2 separate regions of the Sus scrofa genome follow, and region 2 is linked to region 1. Evidence: chromatin contacts called from public HiChIP or PLAC-seq data. All regions are on one chromosome and are shown on one strand. Each heading gives the region's core, a stretch centred on a gene start, on an enhancer-like site or on the middle of the called end of the contact. The rest is flanking DNA. Distances are from core to core; before and after follow the strand shown.

The links. HiChIP or PLAC-seq counts read pairs in DNA pulled down with a chosen protein or histone mark.
Region 2: a contact with region 1 is called in an H3K27ac HiChIP or PLAC-seq map of alveolar macrophages. The contact joins the promoter of MRGBP here to the enhancer-like site in region 1. A contact is called at or near these places in 6 of 47 Hi-C or Micro-C datasets (alveolar macrophages, heart right ventricle, liver and 3 more) and 2 of 2 datasets of contacts at active chromatin or transcription factors (alveolar macrophages and skeletal muscle).

What each region holds. Positions count from the first base shown.
Region 1 is chr17:61,931,371-61,938,479 of Sscrofa11.1, forward strand. No RefSeq gene overlaps it. Among named protein-coding and RNA genes, the nearest start is that of SLCO4A1, 13 kb to the right of the region's middle. Within about 2 kb of position 3,416, at least 22 of the 83 cell types and tissues checked have an H3K27ac peak or open chromatin away from gene starts, as enhancers often do. A contact at or near this core is called in alveolar macrophages, liver and omental adipose tissue, where this site is marked.
Region 2 is chr17:62,054,510-62,061,618 of Sscrofa11.1, forward strand. It overlaps MRGBP (MRG/MORF4L-binding protein), which reads left to right and starts at 3,892. Exons shown (of 5, transcript XM_021078245.1): 1 at 3,892-4,104; 2 at 4,545-4,666; 3 at 6,788-6,869; 4 at 7,013-7,087. The coding sequence starts at 3,957.

The DNA of each region.
Region 1 (7,109 bases), core at 2,166-4,665:
GGAGGGGACCACGGATCTGGTTCAAAGCCGGCTCTGCCGCTGGTTTCCTTTGGGAGACACGGTTATCCTGCCTATAAAGTGGGGAGAACACAGCCCGGGTTCTGGGGGCTTGCTGGGAGGGGACCCCATGAGAGTCCCCGCTCAGTGCTGGCCCGCGGCTCCCACGTGTGGCCGTTACTGTTATTTTCCACGGTGCCGCCAACCCCGGACGTGCGGGGTGCTGGGGTGGGGGTGGCCTCCATCCTGGCCGGCTGCTAGAAGTGGGGAGCTTTGGTTTGCCTGACTCTGTCCCCTGCAGACTCAAATCTCAGGAAGACGCTGCGCTCAGAACATGCTTCCCGCTTGCAAGTCGAAAAATGCGAGTTCCGACCACGCTCACGCGCGACACTCAGCAAGCTGAAGACCTGGGCGTGCGAGCCAGAGGCCTGGAATGAGAGACCTAAAAACTGCAGAGGACAAACCACGGAACCGTCCCCGCCGGGAAGGGCTCAGAGTCGGGCTGGAAAAGAGACCCGATACGCCACGCTGCGGTTATGCCCACAGGGTCCCCGAAGGAGGGGTTTGGGAGGCGGCCCCGCCACGGCCGGACGGCCTGGCTCCCCAACGGCCCCTGCCCTCACCCTCCAACAGAGCCCACCTGGACAGCCTTTCGGCCCCACACAAGCCTGGAGAGGTCCCCAAAGAGAGAGTTATGGCTTGTCAAAAGTTTCCACTCTGCCTGCAGATGGCAGGACCCCGCACACCCGCCCCGTGACCCCTTGTGACCTCCGCTTCCTGAGTCCAGGGACGGGCCCTGAGTAATTCCGGGATCTCTGAGCCCCAAGGAGTGGTCGTGATTTAAGGGTGATGAGGCCATGGCCAGGAGCCGTTCGTGACCGGAGGGGCCCGTGCCCTGCCCGGAAAGGCCCCACGCCCCACGTGAGGTCCTTGTGGGGAGTCGCCCTTCACCCTGACTGGCCCTCCTGCCCCACCCCCCAGGGACCTGCCTCCCCAGGCTCGGGGCCAGGACTGTCCCACAGGCCCCCTGAGCTCTGCTGGGTCCAGCTGGGCAGCTCGCAGAAGAGGAAGCTTCTAGGCCCTGGCCGGCCAGCCTCCCGCAAGCCCAAGGCAGGATTTCCTGCTCTGGGTGGAGATCAGCCTCTCCCTGGACCCCAACCGGTGAGGTGAGCCCCCCTCTGCAAAGAGGGGTCACCGGGGTGTCCACTCCCCTCACGGTGCCAGAGACTGCAGCCCAGACTGGTGCCCTCGAGGCAGAGACCGCAGGCTTCACACGGCTGTGTGCCCGGCGCTGTGCCCAGCGCCACAGGTGCCTCGAGAAACACTCAGACACGCAGACACACACCCGCAGAGATGCTCACAGCCGCCAGCCGCCCTCTCAAGTTGCCACTAGGTGGTGCATGAAAACTTTTGCTTTTTCAACCTCTGTGCCTCTGGTCGAGCACAGTCCAACAAAAATATACTAGAGCCGTAAGTGTAATTTTACATGAAACGGAAAATTAACTTAATATTGTCTTTTATTTTAATCCAACATAGACAAAAAAATCATAATTCAACCTATAATCAACACAAGGATTTTTTTTTTTTTCTTTTTAGGGCCACACCCACGGCATATGGAGGTTCTCAGGCTAAGGGTCAAATAGGAGCTGCAGCTGCCAGCCTCCACCACAGTCACAGCAACACCAGATCCGAGCCGCATCTGTGACCTACACCACACAGAGCTCACGGGAAAGCCGGATCCTTAACCCACTGAGTGAGGCCAGGGATCGAACCCGCATCCCCATGGATACTAGTTGGGCTTGTTACCATTGAGCCACCATGGGAACTTCCAACATAAAGACTTATTAATTCTGCTGAGTCTTTAAAAACTGTGTGTGATTTATGCTTACAGCACATCTAAATTCAGAATCTAAATCTTAAAAAAAAGGAAAGAAACTAAAGCTTTACCAGAAATTATTGCTTGCACTTAAATTTCGTAAGAAAAATATTCTTGGCCTCGCCTGTAGCATACGGAAATTCCCCAGGAAGGGATGGAACCTGCACCACAGTGCCAGCCAGGGCCACATCCGGACCTTAACCTGCTGTGCCTCAGGGAACTCCATCAATTTCCTAAAGTTTATAGTCAAAAGAGGACACCCATTTACCCAAGTTATTTCAAACACATTTAAAAGTTGTCAGTAACTGCATCGAGGATAGTTTAAATTGTTTAGTCTGACTTAGAGATGGATAAATTGCTCCGGGGCTGCGCGTGGCCCTGGGTTTCAAAGGCCATGTCGGCAGCCTCCTCCTCTGGGCAGCCCGCCTAGGTTAACAGCCACAAGGTAACTTTATCAGTGTCCCAAGGGACAAGCAAGGCGGGGTGGAAACAGATGCCTCCCACCACCAGCATAGCACCGACAGCCGGAAGGCCCGTGACCAGGAGCCAGCAGGGTGAGCCCCGGGACCGAGGGCAGCCTGTCCGCCCACCTCATGGGCCCTGGACCTCGGAGGAGCCCAAACGGGGGGGCGGGGGGTGCCGTCCCCACAGGCATGTTTAGATCCTTGCACACCTTGTCCACAGGCTGACTGTTTGTGGGAACGTGGCCTGGAATCCCCTCGCGAGGGAAGCCCCGTCAGCCTGCTCAGGTCCCTCAGTCACGTCTCCTGCGGTTCTGGACGGAGCTGAGCTGAGCCCAGGGGCTTCTGCCCTGGGGCCTTCGGGAACCTTCCCGGAGACGGACAGTGGGACTCTGTGCTGGTGTGACACGCGCACAGGTGTGACAAACACCCCATCCAGACACAAAGGAGCTTACAGGGGCAGCGGGCCCCCTCCTCCGTCGGAGAGAAGGCAATAGTCGGATCGGTGGCGTCCATAGACCTGAACGGCCTCGCCTGTGCAGCTAAGGTCCCGCCTCACGCAGGCTGCTGGCAATTACGTTTTCTCCTCTAATGATTTAATTGATGCTTCACGCACTTGGGGGATTTGCCCGACTTCCAGGTGCTCTGAAAAGGCGTTTCCCCAGGGCGGGGCTCGGGGCCCCTGAACCCGTTTCAGGAAGTGGCCGGGGTTTGCCGCGCTTTCTGGAAGGTGTCCATGCATCTGAACTCGCGACTGAGCATCTGCACCTGTCACAAGGGGCTGAGCTTCTCCTTGGACACACCCTGGCTTGTGTCCCCAGGACAGTCTCAGGCACAGCTTTCCTGCCGCCGCAGAGTTGGGCAAGTGGTCCTGGCAGGGGCTCCCGGAGCCCGTGTTGCTCCTGCAGGCTGAGAGCAGCCAGAAACGCCTCTCGCAAACGCCCCCAGGGCAGAAACATCCTTGCTTCCGGACCCAGTAATTTTCCAGAGCAAAAACTTTCCTTTCAAGGGGCAGGAAGGACATTCAGTCACTGACAGCCTAACTAGAAACCCTTCTGACCAGAAGTCACCACCGCCCGGAGCGGAAGCCCGGCCGTGACTCAGCAGGATGAGGGAAGCAGGCGGTTGTGGTGGGGGGTGGAGGCGGCCTGGGGACCGTGGGGGACAGCGCTGCAGCACACCACCCTCTCCGGGTGCATCTGGACCCGTGTCAGGTGGGGGCTGGGCGGGCTGGCCGCCCCCACAGGTCAGACCACCTTCGTTGTCTCTGGCCCCACGTGAGCAGCCTTGACCGCTGCAGAATAACCGGGGCAGGAGTCTCAGGTGGGCAGAGGCTCAGGGCCCCAGGGTAGGAGAGGCTGCAGAGGTGCCTGGCTCTTGTTCCAGTTTGCTGGCAGCATATGGGGGTGGGGGGCGTCTGGGGGAGGGTCTGAGGATGGAGGCTCCTCCCACTCACTCTGCCGATTGACAGCAGCCGTGTGTCTCAGCTCTGCCGGCTCCCCCGAGAAGAACCCTGAACCGGACAGAAGCAAAGAGAGGTTCAAAGAGAAGGTTCCATCCAGAAGCCAGAAGCCCATGTCCACCTAGAGGGCACATGGCAGAGGGTCCCCTCCCTGCGCTGGGAGTAAAGGGCCCCCCTGGAAAGTGAGATTCAGGTGGGAGCCCTTGGGATCAGCAGGTGTGAGGCTCCCCTGCTCCCCTCCCCCCACAACCTGGGTCCCTGCCCTGCACCCTCAGGGGCCGCTGGAGCTGAAGCCCCTGGACCTCGGGTCTGCTCATCACAGCAGCACAACAGGGCCTTTGTTGGCCGATACACCTCTGAACCTGGCTCGGCCCCAGAAGGACCAACACAAGACCGTCTTCTAGGCAAATTCTGCAATTCTGTATTTGGATATTTTTAAGGGAAGTTCTTTATTAGTATCTAAATATGTCACTATTGAAAGGGGAAATGCCCATCGAAACCACACCTCTGCCAGCTTCACCAGAAATAGCAGACGAAGCTGGAACCTGGTGCCCTAAAGGACAGCGCGAGGCTTTTAGCGCCAAGCCCTCGCACGTCCAGAGGGGCCAAACTCCGAGTCTTTGCAAGGAGCCAACAAGGGGGGACAACTCGGACTGTGTCCCCACGTCCCCAAGACCCTGCCGGCCACTGAAACAGAGTCCGTGGAGCCCACGGAGGTCAGCAGGGCCCAGGCCCGCAGGAGGGCCCCGCTTTGCTTTCCTCCCCAGACATAAGGGCGAAGAGACGTGAAATGCAAACCCCCCACTTGGGAGCCTGGTTTTTCATGACACCCCATCTCCCCACTTCCCGTGAAGGAGAGCGGAAGCCCAGAAAGGGATTTGGGGACTGGACCCCGCAGCCCCGCCCAGGGCCCAGGGCAGGGTCACCATCTGGGGACCAGAGGGCATCCGACGTCCTTGACTGCCACCTTGGAGGTCCGCTCTGTCACCTCGCACAGTGAATGGCCCCTATTTCCCACCCCCGGGGTAATGACTTCGCTCTGTGCAGACCAGGCGGAAGCAAAGCGGGACCCGGAAAGGCCCTCGGGCTGCCTCCACCCCCACCCCCGGCTGCCAAGGGGCCGGGACCATAGCTCTGCCGCTGCCGGATCCATTTCCTTGTCCTGCCGAGGGTGTGGTCCGTCCTGGAATGCCAGGCCACGGCCGGCCCGCCTGACAGGGCGCCGTCCTGGCCAGTCCAGGCTTAGACCCGGGGATCTGGAGCCAGGCAGGTGGGTCACCAGGGACTGGGAGGGACCTTATCCCCGGGAGGTGGGCGGGGTGTCGCAGGCAGGACCTTGCTGCCCCCAGGCCATGTCCCCAGGCCCGAAGCCACCAGGACTTTGCACAGAGAGGCAGCAGGGCTAAATGTGGGGCATGAGAGAGGAGGGGCTGCCCAGAGCTGGGTGCAGGGGGCTGGGCTCTGGGCGCGGGTCCCCGCGAGGATGAGGGTGGCAGGTGGCCCTCCTCCTACGACCTGGCCATTTCCGGCTGCCCTTCCCGCCTCACTCCAGACAACAGGAGGCCCGCTGAGGCCTCAGACCAGGGCTCAGGGGCTCGGGTGAGGAGGACATAACAGGAAGAAATCAGAAGCTCCACTTAAGCTTCTTGGGTGCTGCTGGCAGCTGCCAGGTCACAGGGGGGCACCGACGCCCCCTCCCCGCTCCGCGTCCTTCTCCTCTCTGCCAGCCTCCACCCCAGGCCCAGGCCCAGGCCCCAGATCGGTGCCACCTAATTTCCACAGATGACGTCCCGTTTCTCGCCTCCAGGCCTGTCTGTCCGCAAAACCCAGAGCTGTGTGTCCAGCTGCCAACCCCTCTGTCACCTCCAGGTGTCCCGCAGGCGTCTCTGGCCCAGATCTGCTCTCCCCGCCTCATCTCACAGATGCCTCGCCCTTACCTGTCACATCTGCGCCAAGAGCAAGTCCTGGGCCCTGCCCCCAAAGCAGCTCTCAACCTGCTGCCTGCACACCAGCCCTCCTGCCCTCGTCACCACTTGCCCAACCTCCCTGTGTTTGTTCTGGTCCCCTGCACCCATGAATCTGCCACCGTGTGATGACACATGCCCTGAGGACACGCTTAGGTCATGTCCCAGAGCAGTTAAATCATCTCGGGGGAGCTCCGTCACACTGCAGATGGAGTTCGAGCTCTTGGCCGTGTGCTGGGAGGGGGGCTGGCGCAGGGAGGCCCTCCCTACACCATTGTCATCACTGCCGCCACCGTCGCCACCGCCACCGCCACCAACCACCACCGCCACCACTACCACTGCCACCGTCAACCACTACCGCCATCCCAGAATTCTCCTACAAGACGAGGGAGAGTCTCCCCAGCAGTGGGGCCCTGGAAGAAGGGACATTCCCAGTCAGTACTGTCCCTGTGGGTGTGGCCCGAACAGAAGGAAGTTAACCCTCCCAGGCCATGTGGAGACACAATTAGTGACGGTTACAGGGAAAATAGGTATTAAACACTCTTGGGGTTTTTCCTTGATCTGAGGCTGAGTCACTTGTCACCAGAGGGCAGCCCCCGCCTCGCTCAGCCAAGCGTGAAGCTGCCATCTGGAATCCCGCCTGGCACAGCTGCCCCGTGCCACCGCCTGCAGGCGGGTTCTGGCCTGTGTCTACACCTGCACGCTTCATTCAGCCTCCAACCACTCAGGGACGCAGTCTCTTCAATGTCTCCGTGTTTGCGAATAACCTGCTATGAACGCTGGCGTGCAAATACCTCTTCAAGCCCCTGCTTTAATTCCTCCTGGGGGTAACAGGCCCAGAAGCAGAATTGCAAGATCTTTCGCTAATCCTCTTTGGGGAGCTTTTTGCAGAATCGCAAGGCTGCCTTCCACAGCGGCTGCCCCGTTTGAGGTTCCCGCCGGCAATCATGTGGGCATATTTTAAAAGGCCCCAGAGGACAGAGGGGGGCAGGTGGGTGTGCTCTTGAGAAAGGCTGAATAAATTCCCTGGAAACTGAGGTCCTTGCTACCACTGGGCCTCCCCCAGCGGCCCTGGCCCACGCAGGAGCCGGGCTCCCACGTCGCTTGCAAACTCAGAGAGAGCAGGAGAAAGGAACAGACTAAAGCAGAGCAGCTGCAGCTCGGGGGGGTGAGGCTGGCAAGGGTCAGGGAGGGGGGCTTCCGGGGAAGACGATGGGCTTGCCCAGGGAGGGGCGGCCGCCTCGGGGCCGGGTCCTCTGGAGGGTCCAGGCACCCCCAGCCCAGCCAGGGGAAGCAGCCAGGAGAAGGGAACTTCCCCGTGAACAGCTGAGCCCAGCGGGGTGGCCAGC
Region 2 (7,109 bases), core at 2,642-5,141, 120 kb after region 1:
TTTCCACACAAATTTTAAAAGTATTTCTTCTAGTTCTGTGAAAAATGCCGTTGGTATTGTGATCCAGTGTCTCGTTTCCTGGGGGAGGAGCTGCCCATCCCCCCCCCAGGGCCCAGGAGGTCCAGGTGCCCAGAACATCAAGGGGCAACCCTTGGTCTTAGCCACTCTGCACTGTGTGTCCCGGCCTTCGAGCCCCAGAATGGGTCTGGGGGTGGTGTCTGGGTCGGGGGGGGTGGTGTCTGAGCCATGCTGGGCCCCAGGGACCCTGTGCACTGAGATCGGGAGCATTTCATGCACCTGTATGTCATACCTGCAGCCCCCGTGGCACCTGCGCCCTCTCTGAAGTCCTGCCACCTGGGGCTGTCCTCGTCCCCAGGGGAGCTCCCTTCCTGCCCTTCCCGTCAGCTCCTTCGGGATAACATCTCACATCTTCTGTGTGATCCCCAGACTCTGGGCTCCCAGCAGAGAGGGCACCGTGCTCAGCCCCTCCCCACACCCCCATGCCAAGCACGCAGGAGGCACTCGGAAATCAACAGCTAACAATGCCCACATGACCCCTCCTTCCCAGCCAGGCTCCAACCCTGGCCAGCACCCGGCACCCGGCCCCCACCCCGCGGACCGGGTGGGAAGGACCTGCCCCTAAGAGGGGAGTTGCTCCCCACAGCTCTCCACTCAAGGGCTAAACTCTCAGGACCGTCCCGGACAGATACACATGCATCTCTCTATGCCACTGCATTTCAGTTTTTCACACTTCTTTTCTTTCCATCTTATTTGGAGGCCACGCATCCCAAACATCTCCCTGACGGCCTGTCACCCACACGCAGTCAGGGGTCGGGTATCGCTCTGCCCCCCGTCATCCGACTGTCCAAAACCCAGAGGCTGAGGGCGCAGGCGCAGTCTGGACCGCCTCCTCTTTGGCTCCGAGTCCTCCATCCTGTCCAAGCCTGGCTCCAGCTGCGCACACATCTGTGTGATGCGGGAAATGAGCCAAAGTGCCAGGATGAGGCTGAGCACGGCGTTTAGCTCCGTCCTGACGCCAGGCTCGGAGGCAGGCAGGGAACCCCCAGGTGGCGGGGGGGCCACGCGTGCCTGATGCAGCAGACCAACGGGCAGTTCCTGGGAGCCTCCAGGTAAGAAAGACGTGGAGAAGCCCATTTTTCTCTTTCCTGTCTTGCTGCACCGAGTCTGAACACCCGCCACACATGCCGGGATCTGCCGGCCACCGAAGGAGCCAGGTGTCTGTGGACTGAACACGCTGCAGGGACAGCTGCCCCCAGAAAGGACGGAGGCAGCCTGGCCTCCAGAGCCTCCAGAGCAGCGGGGGCTAAGTGGGCACAGGCACCCCAGGCAGGAGGGAGAGACTGTGAGAGAGACACTAACAGGGGCCAGAGCGGTCCACTGGCCGGGGTGGGGGGCTGCCCGGGGGAGGAGGCTCTCCGGATTGAAGAAGGCAGGGATGGGGCAGGAGATGAGCAGGGCAAAACCGGTGGAGGAGCAGGGACCACAGGGTGACCAGGGATAAAAGAAATGTCACCCGCTGAGGTCTGGGGAGCTTATCCGAGCTTAATGAGAGTTAACTTGAATTTCGTGCTAACGAGAGCAGCCTGTTGTGGCCTATCAAACATACATTATGCATCTGCTTTAATTATTAAGTAAAAGGGCACATTGACCAGAAGAACAAAATGTCCGTGCCGGAGCTCCCGCCGTGGTGCAACGGGATCAGCAGCAGCTTGTGAGCACTGGGACGTGGGTTCGATCCCTAGCCCAGAGCAGTAGATCTGGCTTTGCTGCAGCTTAGTTCGAGGCTGCAGCTCAGATCGGATCGCTGGCCCTGGAGCTCCATACGCCACAGGGCAGCCAAAAAATAAAAAAAAAGGAGTTCCTACTGTGGCTCAGTGGTACTGAGCCCGACTAGTACCCATGAGCATTCGGTTTCGGTCCCTGGCCTTGCTCTGTGGGGGAAGGATCCAGCGTTGCCGTGAGCTGTGGTGTAGGTCACAGACGTGGCTGTGGCTGTGGTGTAGGCTGGCAGCTGCAGCTCCAACTCTACCCCTAGGCTGGGAACCTCCATAAGCCACAGTGCAGCCCTAAAAAGCAAAAAAAGAATGTCCATGCTAAAGACACAAATTAAGCGCCCCTTCCGGGGATACCAATGCCCTCCTCCTTCGATGATAAGCCCCTTCCCAGGCGCCAAGGCCCTGGGGTACGTCACGGTCTGTTTGGTGTTTGTTTGTTTACTTTGGGGACTTGTAGAAATTTATCCCAGAGTTAGTTCATGTTCTTTGTTCTGACAAGATGCAAAACTGTGCTGAAACCCATGGTCTCTGGGACAGTCCCTCAGAGGAATCTGGAAAGCTGTCTTCTGGGCTGTAGTCCTCCGTTTGGCTCAAATAAAACTTTTTTCTACTCTAATTATTGCTTATTGATTATTTCCCCCCCCACACACACACACACACCGGGAACTGTAAGGAGATTAAAGGGAAAGGCCTCCATCTGTTACACCTCGTGTGTGTAAGTGGCTTGGGGCTTCCTCCCCACAGGCAGCAACCCTGAGGTGAGCCCAGCTGGCAGGTCAGAGGGAGGGGAGGAGACACACCTGGCAAGAATCCCAACTTAGGGAGTTCCCTTTGTGGCTCAGCGGTTAATGAACCCAACTAGGATCCATGAGGATGCGGGTTTGATCCCTGGCCTCACTCAGTGGGTTAAGGATCCGGCGTTGCCATGAGCTGTGGTATCTAGGTTGCAGATGCAGCTCACACCCGCTGTGGTGTAGGCTGGCAGCTACAGCTCTGATTCGACCCCTAGCCTGGGAACTTCCATACGCCGCAGGTGCAGCCCTAAAAAAAAGCAAATAATAATAATAATGGAATCACAACGTCCAGCCATAACATGGCTCACAGGACGGCCGGCTCTGCTGACCGCGTCTTCCCACCTTGTGGGCACCAGCATGGGAAGCCGGGACTCAGGCTCTGAGTCCACCGGGAGGTGACTGGCTGGCCAGAGCCCACACGGCCAAGGGGCAGCGCTCACCGCTGTGGCTCCAAATGTCTGCTAAGACGCCCGAGCCTGTGCTGGGGCACCCAGAAACCAAGCCCCATCAGTAACCCCACTGCACGGAGGAGGAAGCTTAGGCCTGAAGAGGTCCAGCACCTTGCAGCGCTCACAGAACTAGCAGGTCGCGGAGCCGGAAGAGGACCCGGAAGCCCGACGCGGGAGTCTACACCCGGGAGGTGAAGAGCGCTCGCGCGTTGGGCAAGAGCCCTGGCACCGCGGTGGGCGTGGCCTAGCGGAGAGGGGCGGGGGGAGCCGCGAGGGCGGGGCCGGGCCGGGCCGGGGCGGAGCCGGCGGCCTCCATTGGGTGCTTCTTTGAGTTCGTCACAGGACTGCCAGGCCAGACTCCGCCCAGGCCCCGCCCCTCCGTGGGGGTTAACCCCGCCCCCTCCGGCCTGGGCCCTCCTGCCCTTTAGGCTGAGGCCCGCGGTCAAGGCGCGGGGCCCAGACGCCTCTGCCCCGGCGCGCGGGGGCCGCTCTGTTCCACACTCAGGCCAGAGGTCAGCCAGGGGCTTTTGAAGCCCTTGGAGCCACACTCGCGGGCATTGTCAGTTGCCTGTTCTTTTTCTTCCTAGCAGCTTTACTGAGGTGTAACTTGCAATTCCTCCATTTAAAGCGCACAGTTCTGCGGGGTTTACCCAGAGCTGTGCAGCCATCGCCACAACTTAATTTAGGGCGTTTACATCCTCAGTCCCTCTCATCCTCCTCAGGCTCCGACGGCGCTGCGCTGAGAGACCTGGCCGCCAGGGGGCGCCGCGACCCCGCCCTCAGCTGCGCCTGCGCCGACTCCGCGCGCGAACCCCAGAGCGAGCCCGCCGAGCGCGCGCCCGCCCCGCGAGTGCGCCTGCGCGGAGCCCGTGGCCGCGCCCGCTCCCGCCGGGGGCTCGTCGCTGGGCGGCCGGGCCATGGGGGAGGCCGAGGTGGGCGGCGGTGGCGCGGCGGGCGACAAGGGGCCCGGGGAGGCAGCCACCAGCCCGGCCGAGGAGACGGTCGTGTGGAGCCCCGAGGTGGAGGTGTGCCTCTTCCACGCCATGCTGGGCCACAAGCCCGTCGGTGAGCGGAGCGCCGCGCCGAGGCCGCGCACCCGCGTGGGGGCGGGGCGGCCGGCAACGGCCGGGGGCGCGCGCGGGGCGGGCGGGGCGGGGCCTCCTGCGCCTGCACCCCTGCACACCCTGCCCCCACCTGCTCGCCCCTCCCCGGCCTGCTCCTTGCAGTCCCCTCCCCCGCTCGACTTTGCCCCCTCCCGCCCCCACCCCCCCACGCCGGCCGACCCCTGCCTTCACCTGCACCCCTGCCCCCTTTGCTCCTCCCCCACTGACCCCTACCTCTTCCTCTCCCCCCTTGTACCTGCCACCAACCCCATTCTACCCCCGCGCCCTCCAAGCACTGCCCCCGTCTCCCCCTGCGCCTTCTCCCCTCTCTTCCCCTTGACCCCCACGTCTGTTCTCCAAACTACCTGTCTGCCCCCACGGGCTGACCCTTTCCCCCTGCAGGTGTGAACCGGCACTTCCACATGATCTGTATCCGGGACAAGTTCAGCCAGAACATCGGCCGGCAAGTGCCCTCCAAGGTCATCTGGGACCACCTGAGCACCATGTACGACATGCAGGCACTGGTGAGCTGGCCCCCACCCTCCCCCAGACAGGTGGTGGCCGAGAGCCCCCTCCGTGCGCCTCCCTGCGTCTACACCAGGCCCTGTCCTCAGGGAACTTGACGTCTGGGCTGCCCCGCAGGGGACCAGTTGTTCAACAAGGTAGCTCCGAGCAGTTTTACAGAAAACACAAACCTAGTGACGGTAGCTGGTTATCACATGGCACCTACTTGCAATTGAGGGGTCAGTTAGGACCTGGCCAGGAGACGACTGAGGAGCTGAGGCCTGTGGGAGGGGCTCTGAGGCCATTGTCAGTCTTACAGAAAGTCCCAGAGTGCTGTAGGCAGGGAGGTGGCAGGGTCTGAGTCAGGTTAAGGTGACACTGGTGACTGCTGGTAGAACCAGGCAGGCAGGGACCCGGGCCTCACGGAACCCCCCCTGAGCCATGTCGTTAGCGGGGCAGATGAACTAGGGGAACAGGGTGGCCAAAGAGACCAGTGGCGTTCCCAGCAGAGGAGCGGCAGGTGTCAAGGCTCTGTGGCAGCAGGCGTTGGTGCATCAGAGGACGCAGAGGAGGCCAGGGTGTCTGGAGAGTGGGTGGGAGCCGGGTGGCAGGTGCCCGGTGAGGTGGGAGCCTGTGCTGGGTTAGGGAAGGCTCCATCTCCCCTCACGCCCCCAGGCGAGAATTGGTGCGTGTGGGCAAAGGGGGCAGCAGACCCCCAGCCGTCTGGGTCCAGAAACCTCACTGCCATTCCCTCCCTTTGGCCTTGGGCGTGGCACTCACATCTCGTCCTGGTGTAGGGAGGAGAGAAAGGTGACCACTGTGTCCTGGGACCAGCGCCTGGCCTGCAGTAGGCATTCTAGAAACTCGAGAACTGGCCGCTAAACTACACCAGGCCCACCCAAAGGGCCATGCCTGCTGGTCAGGGCCTTGCCCTCCGTGAGTTCCCGGGTTCCACAGCTTGACTGGGCTCGCATACCTGTCACACTGTGAGGTCACCTGGCCCCCAGGCACGTCCTGAGCCCTGACTGCTGGCTGGACCCAGAGATCAGAGTGGCAGGGTCCCCGACCTGGGGGAGGCAGATGGTTCTTAGGCACGCTGCTGGCCCAGAGGATCCCATGGCTGTGACCCCAGCACAGGGCCCACGTGACACTCAGGGAACTGCAGCGGGGGCACCCAGGGCTTTCAGCCCGGGACAGTGGCCCTTCTCTCTTTTCCTCGCACCCTAGCATGGCTGTGGGGCTGACGTCACGGTCACCTGGGGCCTTGAACCCCACCCGCAAGGTGCCGTGGGCGCAGGAACCCTCGGGTTTTGAAGCTCCTCGATGCCGATCAGCACGTTTACACGCTGACCGCCTGGTGATGAGCACGGCTCCCGAGTGTCTCCTGATCGCCCCCAACCCTGAGTCCCTCCTGCCAGCTAAGCTCTCCCTTCGTCCCATGGGCTGCGTCTCCACCGTCTCTGTCCGGTCCGGCAGGTGCGAGCTGCCAGCCAGGTGGAACACGCTGAGCATCGGCGGTGCCTGCTCCCCTGCACTCACCTGCTTCCCACCCCGGTGGCCCGCCCACATGGGTGAGACGGGAGCCCCATGGCCTTTCTGCAGGGTTGTCACGGCCCTCGGATCGCGTGCTCCCGGAGCCTGCACAGCCGGGCCAGGCCTGCGGGACAGCTGCAGCCTGATTCTGGCCCTGCAGGTGTGCCAGCAGACTGGGCACCCTGGCCCCATCTCAGGTGACAGTCAACCCAGAGTCTTCCCTCTCGTGACTGATGCTGGTGGCTCATGCTGTGGTTTTGCCTTGTCTGGCTCCGTGTGACAAGCCCAGCCCCTCGTAAACCGTAGAAGAGAAAGAAACGGCCTCGGCCCCCTCCACCTGCCCACTGCAGCCTCGAGACCGTTACCTGTGTTTGTTGTTTGCTCCTGAATTTAAAAGTCACGTTTAAGAGCTCCCTGGTAGCTCAGTGGGTTGGGGATCGGGTGTTGTCACTGCAGCGGCTCGGGTTGCTGCTTTGGCTCGGGTTTGATCCCTGGCTCAGGAGCTTGTGTGCGCCACAGATACAGCCATAGAAATCACATTTTCTTCTTTGTTTCTTTAAAAAACAAAACATACAAAAAAAAAAAAAAAACGCCCTCTTTGCCGTCAGCATGAGTCTGAGATTCTTCCGTTCCCAAACCCGGAGAGGAACTTCGTCCTTCCAGAAGAAATCATTCAGGAAGTCCGAGAAGGTGAGACTCGTTCGAGGGCAGTGGCCCAGGGGGAAGGTCACGAGCCTTGGGGAGCTAGGCTCCCCGGCAGGGTGGTGCCCGGCCCTCCTGGGGCGGGAGGCCTCCTTGAGGTTCGTCCTGCCAGCGCTGCCGTCTCCCTGCAGGAAAAGTGACCGTCGAAGAGGAGATGAAGGAGGAGATGAAGGAAGACGTGGACCCTCACAACGGGGCCGACGACGGTAAGGCCGGGGTGCGCCCTCC